Regions from separate parts of the Zea mays genome. Here region 2 is linked to region 1. Evidence: chromatin contacts called from public Hi-C data. All regions are on one chromosome and are shown on one strand. Each heading gives the region's core, a stretch centred on a gene start, on an enhancer-like site or on the middle of the called end of the contact. The rest is flanking DNA. Distances are from core to core; before and after follow the strand shown.

The links. Hi-C and Micro-C count contacts between places; a contact is called where the count stands out from the background.
Region 2: a Hi-C map of tassel shows a contact between it and region 1, with 3 times the contacts expected there. The contact joins the promoter of LOC103644231 here to the promoter of LOC103644229 in region 1. A contact is called at or near these places in 5 of 25 Hi-C or Micro-C datasets (ear, endosperm, leaf and 1 more).

Annotation. Positions count from the first base shown.
Region 1 is chr1:298,362,497-298,367,507 of Zm-B73-REFERENCE-NAM-5.0, forward strand. It overlaps LOC103644229 (hepatoma-derived growth factor-related protein 2), which reads right to left and starts at 2,547. Exons shown (of 12, transcript XM_020547017.3): 1 at 1,663-2,547; 2 at 1,508-1,562; 3 at 1,302-1,425; 4 at 1,093-1,216; 5 at 943-1,014; 6 at 804-863; 7 at 370-491. The coding sequence starts at 2,334.
Region 2 is chr1:298,526,391-298,531,401 of Zm-B73-REFERENCE-NAM-5.0, forward strand. It overlaps LOC103644231, which reads left to right and starts at 2,388. Exons shown (of 9, transcript XM_008667429.3): 1 at 2,388-3,006; 2 at 3,488-3,722; 3 at 3,843-4,012. The coding sequence starts at 2,801.

The sequences.
Region 1 (5,011 bases), core at 1,297-3,796:
AGCTAACAACAAACAACAACAATACATATCTTTCCTCTGTTAGGTGTGCAAGTTTTTTTGTCAAAAATTCAAAACATAGAAGTCAATTAAGGGCTTCAGAACTGATTTGGGTAGTCAAAGTTGATAATACTAACATAATTCCTTCATTTAGCCATTGAAATTTAATGCCCCTGCCAGGGATAACGATCCTGTTTTCCTATCAATGAAAGGTGTAGGTTCTTCATCCTTTGTTGACCATACAAAAGTCAACACATGGCTAGGTGCAAAATAATGGACTCTGGTGCTGAAACCAATACAAATATACAATAATCCCAATGGTTGTTGTGGAAAATTGAGAATGGATGATACAAGAAAAGTATACACACTTACATTTCATCTGTACTCTCAGTAGGGCTTGAAGAAGGGGGCAGTTGACTCTGATCTACTGAATCGTTATGATTATTACTTGGCTGGGTGTTCTCGTGATTCTCTTGCAATCTATCAGAAAATTCCTGGCAGAATCGAACAATAAATTGTAGTTTGCTAAACAAGATGTTGAATATAGATAAGTATTATGAGCTCCTGATAGAATCAAACAATGAATTGTTATTTGCTAATACAGAAATTTCATCATTGCAAATGTAGTTGCATATGTAGTGTGTTTAAAGTCATTAATCTGCTTAATAAGACCGCGATCACATAATTTATAACATCTCAGATCCCTGCTTGCAATTTACTGCATGATATAGATAAATCATCCTCCTATTCTGCTGTGACAATTTATTTGCTGTAGATGGCAGCAGAATTGGATAAGGGGACAATACCTCATCTGAAGCTTTGGTACCACAGTTATAGAGATATTTCTCCTTGCAACTCAAACCATCCTGCAAGCCAGATTATTATATCAGTAATGTATTATATGGACACCGCAATGCATATTAATCTAGAGAAAGCAATGCTCACCTCATCCTCTTGAACACTATCACACCGATCAAGGCTGTGGCCATTTGCTCCAAGCTCCTTTTCAGCGCCATCCTGCAATTACAACGCCACTTTAAACTCTTTGGACACTGCATAACATAATCAAGACAAATGGATTTAATGAAAACTCACAATCCTCAAGTCTTTATCAAGTGCCACTTCTTTAGACTGAGGCACATCCAATTGCTCAGCCAAATCAACCACTGGCTCCGGAACAGCATCATTGTCATCACTGTCTTCAATAGAAGTATTTGATCTGAAATCCAAAGTAAAGAAAAGCAAACGTTGTTTAAGGTTCCTGATTGTGTGTGGGAAGTGGATTGGGATCAAATTATGGAAACCTCAGAGAGAAAAATCTGTACTTCTTCAGAACCTCCATCTTACGAAGGCGGATCTTCTCCAGGACAGATGAGATGGGCTTGTGAACTGGCTGCACAGTTGGTTTGAACGACGCCTTCCTCGTCTCTACAATGAACAAAAATGAGAACAAAGATAAAATCTCACCATCTAAATTCTACTCGCATGTGCAAATGACGTGTATGTATACCCCGCAGCAGCCTCTGTGACTCGGCATGGATCGAATCAAGCTGCGCCCTCCTTTCCTACACACATGAACCCACAGCACCACACATCAGCAAAACCGGCCAGCAACTGAACTAACCAACGGCCTGACCCAGAACGCAAAAGAGAACGGCCGGTTACCTTCTCAGATCGCTTCTTCTCCCGGGCCGACTCCATGGTCGGTGCCTCCTCTTTCCTCTTCCTCTTGCTCCTCTTCCCCTTTGCCTCCGCCCTCGCCCCCGCACCCGAAGCCACCTCCCCGTCCGCTTCGTCCATGTCGAGACGCTTCTTCGCAGACCTCTGTTCCCTCCGTAGCTCCTCGATGAGGCCGCCGCCCCCCAGTCCGTCGTCGTCGTCGTCGCCCTCACCGTCCCCTTCGGCCGGCGCGCCCAGCGGGTCCCACTGCGCGACGCCGGCGGCCCCGGAGAACAGCGGGTCGAGCCCGTCGTCCTCCTCGTCGCTGTCGTTGTCGGGGGTGACGGTCGGCTGCAGCGGCGGCGACACGGGGGCGGGAGAGGGATGCGGTAGCGGAGTCGGGGCATCCGCATCTGGCGGCGTCGGCGGGTGTGGGGAGGTGTCGCGGGAAGGGAACGCCAGGGTTTCCTCGCCCGGCGTCGCCTCCGCCAGCAGCGGCGGAGGCGGAGGCGACAAAGGCGGAGGCGGGGAGCCGACATGAGGGCTGGTGGTAGTGGCGGTGGTGGCGGTGGCTTGGGAGGAGGATTTCTTGAGACGCTTGAGGCGACGAGGCGGGGACGCGACGGGGGACGGTGGGAGCGCCAGGAGCTCCGCCTCGTCGAACGGCTCCGTGTCCATAGCGCCGCCCGCGTCCTCTCCTCCCGGGATTTCGGCGAGTCGAGGTCGGGGAGCGGCGAGGCGAACGGGAATGAGGATGGGTGGATTGGAAAAGCTGTGACGGTTAGATTTTACTTGAGATGGGAGGAGGGAGCCGTAGGCGCGGGAGAATGTTCGAGTTTTGCAAGGTTCGCGCGAGTTTTTCGGTTTTCCTAGTTTCTCCGGCCTTCTTCTTTCCCCTACTGCGGGCCTGCGGGCTGCGTTTGTGTTTTTAGCGGGATCCGATCAGCCGAGGTCGGCTTGGTGCGGCTTAGTCCTATTGGGCTCGTGAGCCGGTTTGCCAACCGCAACAATAAATTAAATTTAAAACATAAATTATATCACTAGATCCTAAAAATATTTTAAACTATATCTATAATTAAATCCAAAAAAATAAAAAATAAATCAATAATCATAACATATCATTACATGATATGGTTAGAGGTGACAATTGACTCTAAATTTTACATTATAAGATTTAAGAATCGAATCAGATTAAGATCGGGTCTTATTTCTTTCTTTTTTAACTAAAATTTGTTTATGGCCCTACTATTTTGTGAAGAACCATTTGGATCACGATCTATTACCACCCATATATATATGACAGGCTTGCGAGCCGGCTCGGACTCGTTGTTTGAGCGATCCATAGAGGTAGAGCCGTGTCGGGGACCATAATTAGGGGTACCCTCAAGGCTCCTAATTCTCAGCTGGTAACCCCCATCAGCACAAAACTGCAAAGGCCTGATGGACGCGATTAAGTCAGGGATCAGTCCATTCGAGGGATTCGATCACGCCTCGCCCGAGCCTAGCCTCGGACAAGGGCAGCCGACCCCGGAGGATTTCCGTCTCGCCCGAGGCCCCCCTCCAGCGGCGAACATATTCCCGGCTCGCCCGAGCCCCTGTCTTCGCCAAGAAGCAACCCTGACCAAATTGTCGCACCGACCGACCAAATCGCAGGAGCATTTAATGCAAAGGTGGCCTGACACCTTTATCCTGACGCGCGCCCCCCCAGCCGGCAGAGCCGAAGTGACCGCCGTCACTTCGCCGCTCCACTGACCAGCCTGACAGAAGGACAGCGCCGCCTGCGCCACTCCGACTGCGGTGCCACTTGACAGAGTGAGACTGACAGGCAGTCAGGCCCGGCCGAAGGCACCATAGGAAGCTCCGCTCCGCCCGACCCAGGGCTCAGACTCGGGCTAAGCCCCGGAAGACGGCGAACTCCGCTCCGCCCGACCCAGGGCTCGGACTCGGGCTAAGCCCCGGAAGACGGCGAACTCCGCTCCGTCCGACCCAGGGCTCGGACTCGGGCTAATTCCCGGAAGACGGCGAACTCCGCTCCGCCCGACCCAGGGCTCGGACTTGGGCTCAGCCCCGGAAGATGGCGAACTCCGCTCCGCCCGACCCAGGGCTCGGACTTGGGCTCAGCCCCAGAAGACGGCGAACTCCGCTCCACCCGACCCCAGGGCTCGGACTCTGCCCTGGCCTCAGCTGGCGGCCTCCGCCTCGCCCGACCCAGGGGCTCGGACTCAACCTCGGCCACGGAAGACAGACTCGACCTCGGCTTCGGAGGAGCTTCCACATCGCCCAACCTAGGGCGCAGACCAGTCACGTCAACAGGAGGTGCCATCATCACTAGAGATGGCAATGGGTACAAACCCGTTGGGTTTTACCGTCCCAGACCCGTACCCGTGAAAAATATCTATGCCCATTAAAAAACCCATGCCCATGACGGGTTTGAGATTTTGCCCAAACCCATACCCATCGGGTTTACGGGTACCCATGAGTTACCCGCGGGTTTCATCTCCAATATACTTGTTCTTCTCATAATCAATAAGTATCGTAATGATTAATAATATCATGATCCAAAATTTATGTAATGAACAACGAGTTCATGATTTGGTATAAAATTTATTAGTAGAGAGAATGAAATACAAATAATAAGTTGTATAATTAAGTGACCTTACACTAAGTTATCCATCCACCACATATATAATGCTAATAAAAACTATAATAGCAAGCAAGCAACATTCTCACTGACTACTAATACATTCACCAATTGATAAAAATTATGAAGTAAATAAGGAATAACAAGTTTGTTGTTCGTTTATAAAATAAAATGATAATATGCACTAGGTTTGGTCGAGTTTAAAAAACCCACGGGTTCACGGGTTTGGGTACTATAGGAACAAACCCGTACCCATAAGCCCGTCGGGTATAGATTTATGCCCATTAACAAACTTATGGGTATGAAAATTGACCCAAACCCATACCCTAATGGGGTAAAACCCATCGGTTTTCGGGTTTCGGGTACCCATTGCCATCTCTAATCATCACCCTACCCCGAGCTGACTCGGGCCGCAGGGAACAAGACCGGCGTCCCATCTGGCTCGCTCCGCCAGATAGGCAATGATGACGCCCCGCACACTCTGTGACGACGGCGGCTCTCAGCCCCCTTACGAAAGCAAGAGGACGTCAGCAAGGACTCAACCGCTCCGACAGCTGTCCCTCCGCCAGGCTCCATCGCTCCTCCGATGGCCACGACATCACACCAGCTGGATGCCAAAATCTCTCCGGCTGCCACAACGGCGTGTACTTAGGGCGCTAGCTCTCCTCCGCTAGACACGTAGCACTCTGCTACACCCCCCATTGTACACCTGGA
Region 2 (5,011 bases), core at 1,138-3,637, 160 kb after region 1:
AGCAGTGCAGGCGACGCTGTTTTCTTGTCAGGTCAGTCAGTGGAGGGGCGAAGTGACTGCGGTCACTTCGGCCTTGTCGACTGAGGAGCGCGCGTCAGGATAAGGTGTCAGGCGATCCTTGCATTGAATGCTCCTGCGATACGGTCGGTTAGCGAGGCGATCTGGCCAAGGTCGCTTCACTGCGAAGCCTGTCCGAGCTGGGCCTCGGGCGAGTCGAAGGTGCGCCCGTTACTTGAGGAGGCCCTCGGGCGAGGCGTGAATCTGCCTTGGTCTACTGTTCCTGCCCGAGGCTGGGCTCGGGCGAGGAAAGATCGTGTCCCTTGAGTGGACGGAGCCTTGACCTGAATTGCGCTCATCTGGCCTTTGCAGCTTTGTGCTGATGGTGGTTACTAGACGAGTTTAGGAGTCTTAGGGGTACCCCTAATTATGGTCCCCGACAATTTTCAATTATATATTCTAGTTGTATCCAAATTTTATGTAATTTTACACGAAAAATAATAATTAGATATTATATTTTCCCAAATTTATCTGTAATTTTAGGAGTAGCAATTTAATTACTAAATATAAAAACTACATAAAAAGATATTAATGTTTTTGTCTCTGATTCATTTCTTATCTTATGAGACTATACATTTTACTAGAGCTAAATAATACTATTGTTGGGGGTCTTCTTCTCCGCCGAAGATCCTCAAGGAAAAACACCTTCCGCAAAATAATACAAAGGCTCGTCAAAATTACTTTCAGCCTCGGTTTAGCCCCTCAAGACGAAGACTCTGCGTAGAGGCGACAACGCAGAACGCCGAAGCTCAATAGCTTCGGCCCAGACCAAGCAGAGAAGGAAAAAGGACTAGATGGACCTTATTAGTTTTAGTTGCTTGTAAACAAATGTTCGAGGACATGGATGTAATTTTACCCGGATTGCGTCTCGTGCCTATAAATAGATAAACAGTACCCCCGTACTGTTCACGCTAGATTGTAATCTCTATCACACCATTCTCGCTCTCCCGCCTTTTGGCAAACCGAAGGTATCATTGTAATATGAACATTGTTAATGTTTATTCATGTTTAATGAAGGTAATGATAAATGGATTATTGATATATAGCAATTATTACCTTTATCTCTTTGTATTCTTCTGTATTCCTTTACTTTTTTATTTATATTCATGTTTACATGATAAAATCATGAAGGTATGACCTTCATGACATTCGTCTGAAGATTATTATATCTGAGAGGAAATAATGCTTCGAAGGACGAAGACCTTTAACCATTAACAATTGTGTTGTCTTGTTCTTGATTTATAGCATTTGAGAACAAGTGAACAACAACTATTACTAAACTACAAATTTTTTTATTTTATTAATCAAGTTAATTGGTTTTTCTCCTAATTACTAATTAAATTAATTTATATTTGTTTTTAGAAGCACCTAGCAAGTAGTGATAAATGATCTTTAATTTTTTACATAGATATTATCTTAGCCAAACTAAGATATATACAAATATTTTTATAATTTTATGAGAAATTTAAATCTCAATCTATATAAAGTTATGAGAAGTATTTATGTAAATTATGGGACAAGATTCAAAGTTCTCATAAAACTATATAAATTTTTATGTATTTGAGTTTAACTAGGAAAAGATTTGTGTAAAAATTGGAGATTTGTTACTGTTTGATAAGTATTTTTTAAAATTAAATATATAATTGATTAGTAATTAGAATAAAGATCAATCAACTTAGCTAATAAAATCAATAAAAATTAGTAGTTTGATAATAGTATTATTTAGCTCTAGTAAAATTTTAGCATTAGAAGATAAGAGATTAATTGAGACAAATATATTAAACTCTTTTTATGTAGCTTTTTAGTAAATAATCTGTTAATTCTAAAATTTTAGAAAAATTAGGATAAATATAATATATAATTATCACTTTTTGTAAAATTATATAAATTTTAGACACTATAAGATAACAGTACTGAAAAGATAAAACTGAATACTACTTAAATTAGTGCTATATCATTAAAAACGTAAAAACTCGCTCAAGAGATTATTTATCTTATTTTATAAAACCGAAGAGGTTAAACAACCAATGTTAAAAATAAAAGTAAAGTTGACAGCTCTATTTTTTCTTTAGAAAATAAAAATCTTTTAAAAATGGAGTTACCAAATTAGCCACAAATATTTCTAGTTAGTATTCAAACAATATAATAACTACACTAAAGGCATGTACATATATTTAATATAGAGATTTTTGAGATGTCTAAAGAAGATTTTTGCAAAAAATCTAGAGCCTTCTCTACTTCTGTATTTATTAATAGACTATATTTATAAATATTTTATTATATAATAAAATCTTTTAATTATCTTTTGTACTTGAAGAACTATTTTGATGTCTGTTCATTGTACGTGCCCTAAGTTTTCCGCTGCAAGACAAACGAAGGAGCACCGCCTTTACAAATTGTGCGTTGGCTTTTTTGTGTTGTACAAATAGGAGATAGGACAGAACCCACCAACGTGTTGGTTATTTACCCCGTTTACCACTGAGTCCTCCGCAAGCCATTCTTCCCGACATGGCGATACCCACGGCCACGCACGCGTCAGAGATGAGGACGACGACAATCAGGATGAGGGTTTGAGCACGGACGACCCCCTCTCCATCGTCCGCTCTAATTTCTTCCTCCCCCGTCAGCAACCCTTGTAGTCTCTGCTACCGTCAGCCCGTACGCGATCAAAGCCCCGCTGCACTGCGGCCAACCGTTTCTGGCACCGGCACCGGCACCGGATCCGCCGCCTTCGTCGTCCAGGATGGCGATGATGAGCCGGACGCGGGATCTGCTGATGGAGGGGTTCGAGGGGCTGGTGCGGGATGGGTCGTTCAAGTGGGGCCTCCCCCGCCGCGGGGACACGGCCATGGACGACGGCGGCGACGACGACGGCTCCCTCTCCGTGCAGCGCTCCTCCATCGCTGGCCTTTCCTTCAAGGCCAACGCCGTCGTCGCCCGCTGCTCCCGGTAATGCCTGAGACCGAGCTTGATGCGCTTCGCCTGACGCCCTCCCTCTCTTGTGTCTCCGGAAAGGGAAATGCTCTAGGGGACTAGGATGCAGATTGTTCAAGCTCCTGCCGATGCCCAAATGTGGAAATTGATCACCAGTAAAACCCAACCCTGTTCTTCCTCCTAGCAGAATTTGTTGTTGCCACTGCTTCTATGTCTGAAAATATTTGAGGAAACATTATTGTTGTGATGAGTTAAAACCTTACATCTTACTGACCAAACCAACCTGTACACCACACATGTTGGAGCAGACACCATTCAGCTTCAGCAGGAACTAGTGCTTTGTTGCACTTGTTTTTGTAACTCAACTGGATGGATATGCCCATTTTTATTTTTAATTTAAACTGTTATCTTTTATAGTCAACATTTCTCTTGAATACGGTGTATCTGCTTGCATTAATTGTTGATCAATTTCTTTTTTGTTCCAAATATCTTTCAGAATCCTTGGCGTTTCTACCAATGATCTACAAAATAACTTTGATAAGCAAGCATCTGATTCCATAAAGCAGCCAAAAAGCTACGCAAGAAATTTTTTGGAGTACTGCTGCTTCCTGGCACTTGCTCAGATATCACAAGTGACAGGGTATCTTGCTGACAAGAGCTTTCGCCGCTTGTCTTTTGACATGATGTTAGCTTGGGAGGTTCCCTATTCTTCAAGCCAGCTCACTGTTAAGGTACTGCTTTGTTCTGTTACAGAATTAGTTAACATTCCATCATCACTCACAAGTTCTATGTTATGTCAAAGATTTATATCAGTACCTTTTGTTGTATTGAATTTCACCCCCGCTTTGCAGGCTGAGGTAGATAGCACAGTTAGCTCAGAAGCTTTTACAAGAATAGCACCTGCCATCCCAACCATTGCTGATGTAGTAACTTGTGCAAATCTCTTTGATGTACTTTCATGTTCGAGCGGAGGCCGTCTTTCATTTTCTGTATATGAGAAGTACCTTTCAGAATTGGACAGGTCACTTTCTTTACTACTATAATCATATACACATTAACTAGCTTGAATACTTGGCCTCTGACAAGTTTTGTTGACCTTTGGTTCTGTTGAAAGAGCAAAGTTGTGCCTGTACCTGGGTAAGAACGCTTGTTAGTTACTAATGTGAAGTCGTCATGAGGTATTGAAATGCAATAATAACAAAACACTACTAAATCCTAGATAATGTTATGAAATTCATATTTTGATTATTGAGCTCACGTTTCTATTGACCAAAATACACACCATTGATGAAGGGTGCATATTGTTGGCATCTATTTTGTAGTGGTACCATAAATATATGATGGTGGCATGGTGCGAAAGGGCCTCTAGCCGAGTGGTTAAGGGCTTTCGAGTAGCACCTCCAAGTCTCAGGTTCGATTCCCTCGGGGGCGAATTTTCCGGCTTGGTTAAAAATTCCCCTCGTTGTGCCTCATTCGCTCTCGGGTTACCGATTGGGCCGTTGCAGAGCGGACGGTTGACGCCGGCCCGTTAGTGATGGGAGGCCAGAGTTCGGGGATTTTCTCGGCCGGGACCAGTATTTCAGTCTCTTCTTAGCCATCCGTGGGTTGTGTGCATCCTTGAGTGCCGAGTGCCGACCCTAGGCATTATACCGGGAGGGCGGTCTTTTCCTCCCCGTCCGAGTTTTTTTTTAATATAGATGGTACATGTCACTTCTGTTGGAGATTTTTCATAGATGTACCATGGTACAGACCTTGATATAAGAATAGACTTGGATCCTTTTACAATGGTAGAAAGAGGGTTACATAGTTATTGACTGCTGTAACCTTAGCCTACAAGCCCCAGTTACCCATCGGTTAGAGAACATGGAAGTGTTAATCCATATGCATATGCTCATGTGGATGATAATTATGAATCCTTTACAATCTTAACATGTCACTTGATCATTACTCACTTTACTTCTGTCTACAATTTTTAATGGTGGAATAAAGTTCTCTACTTCTCTGACACGTTTATTATCCT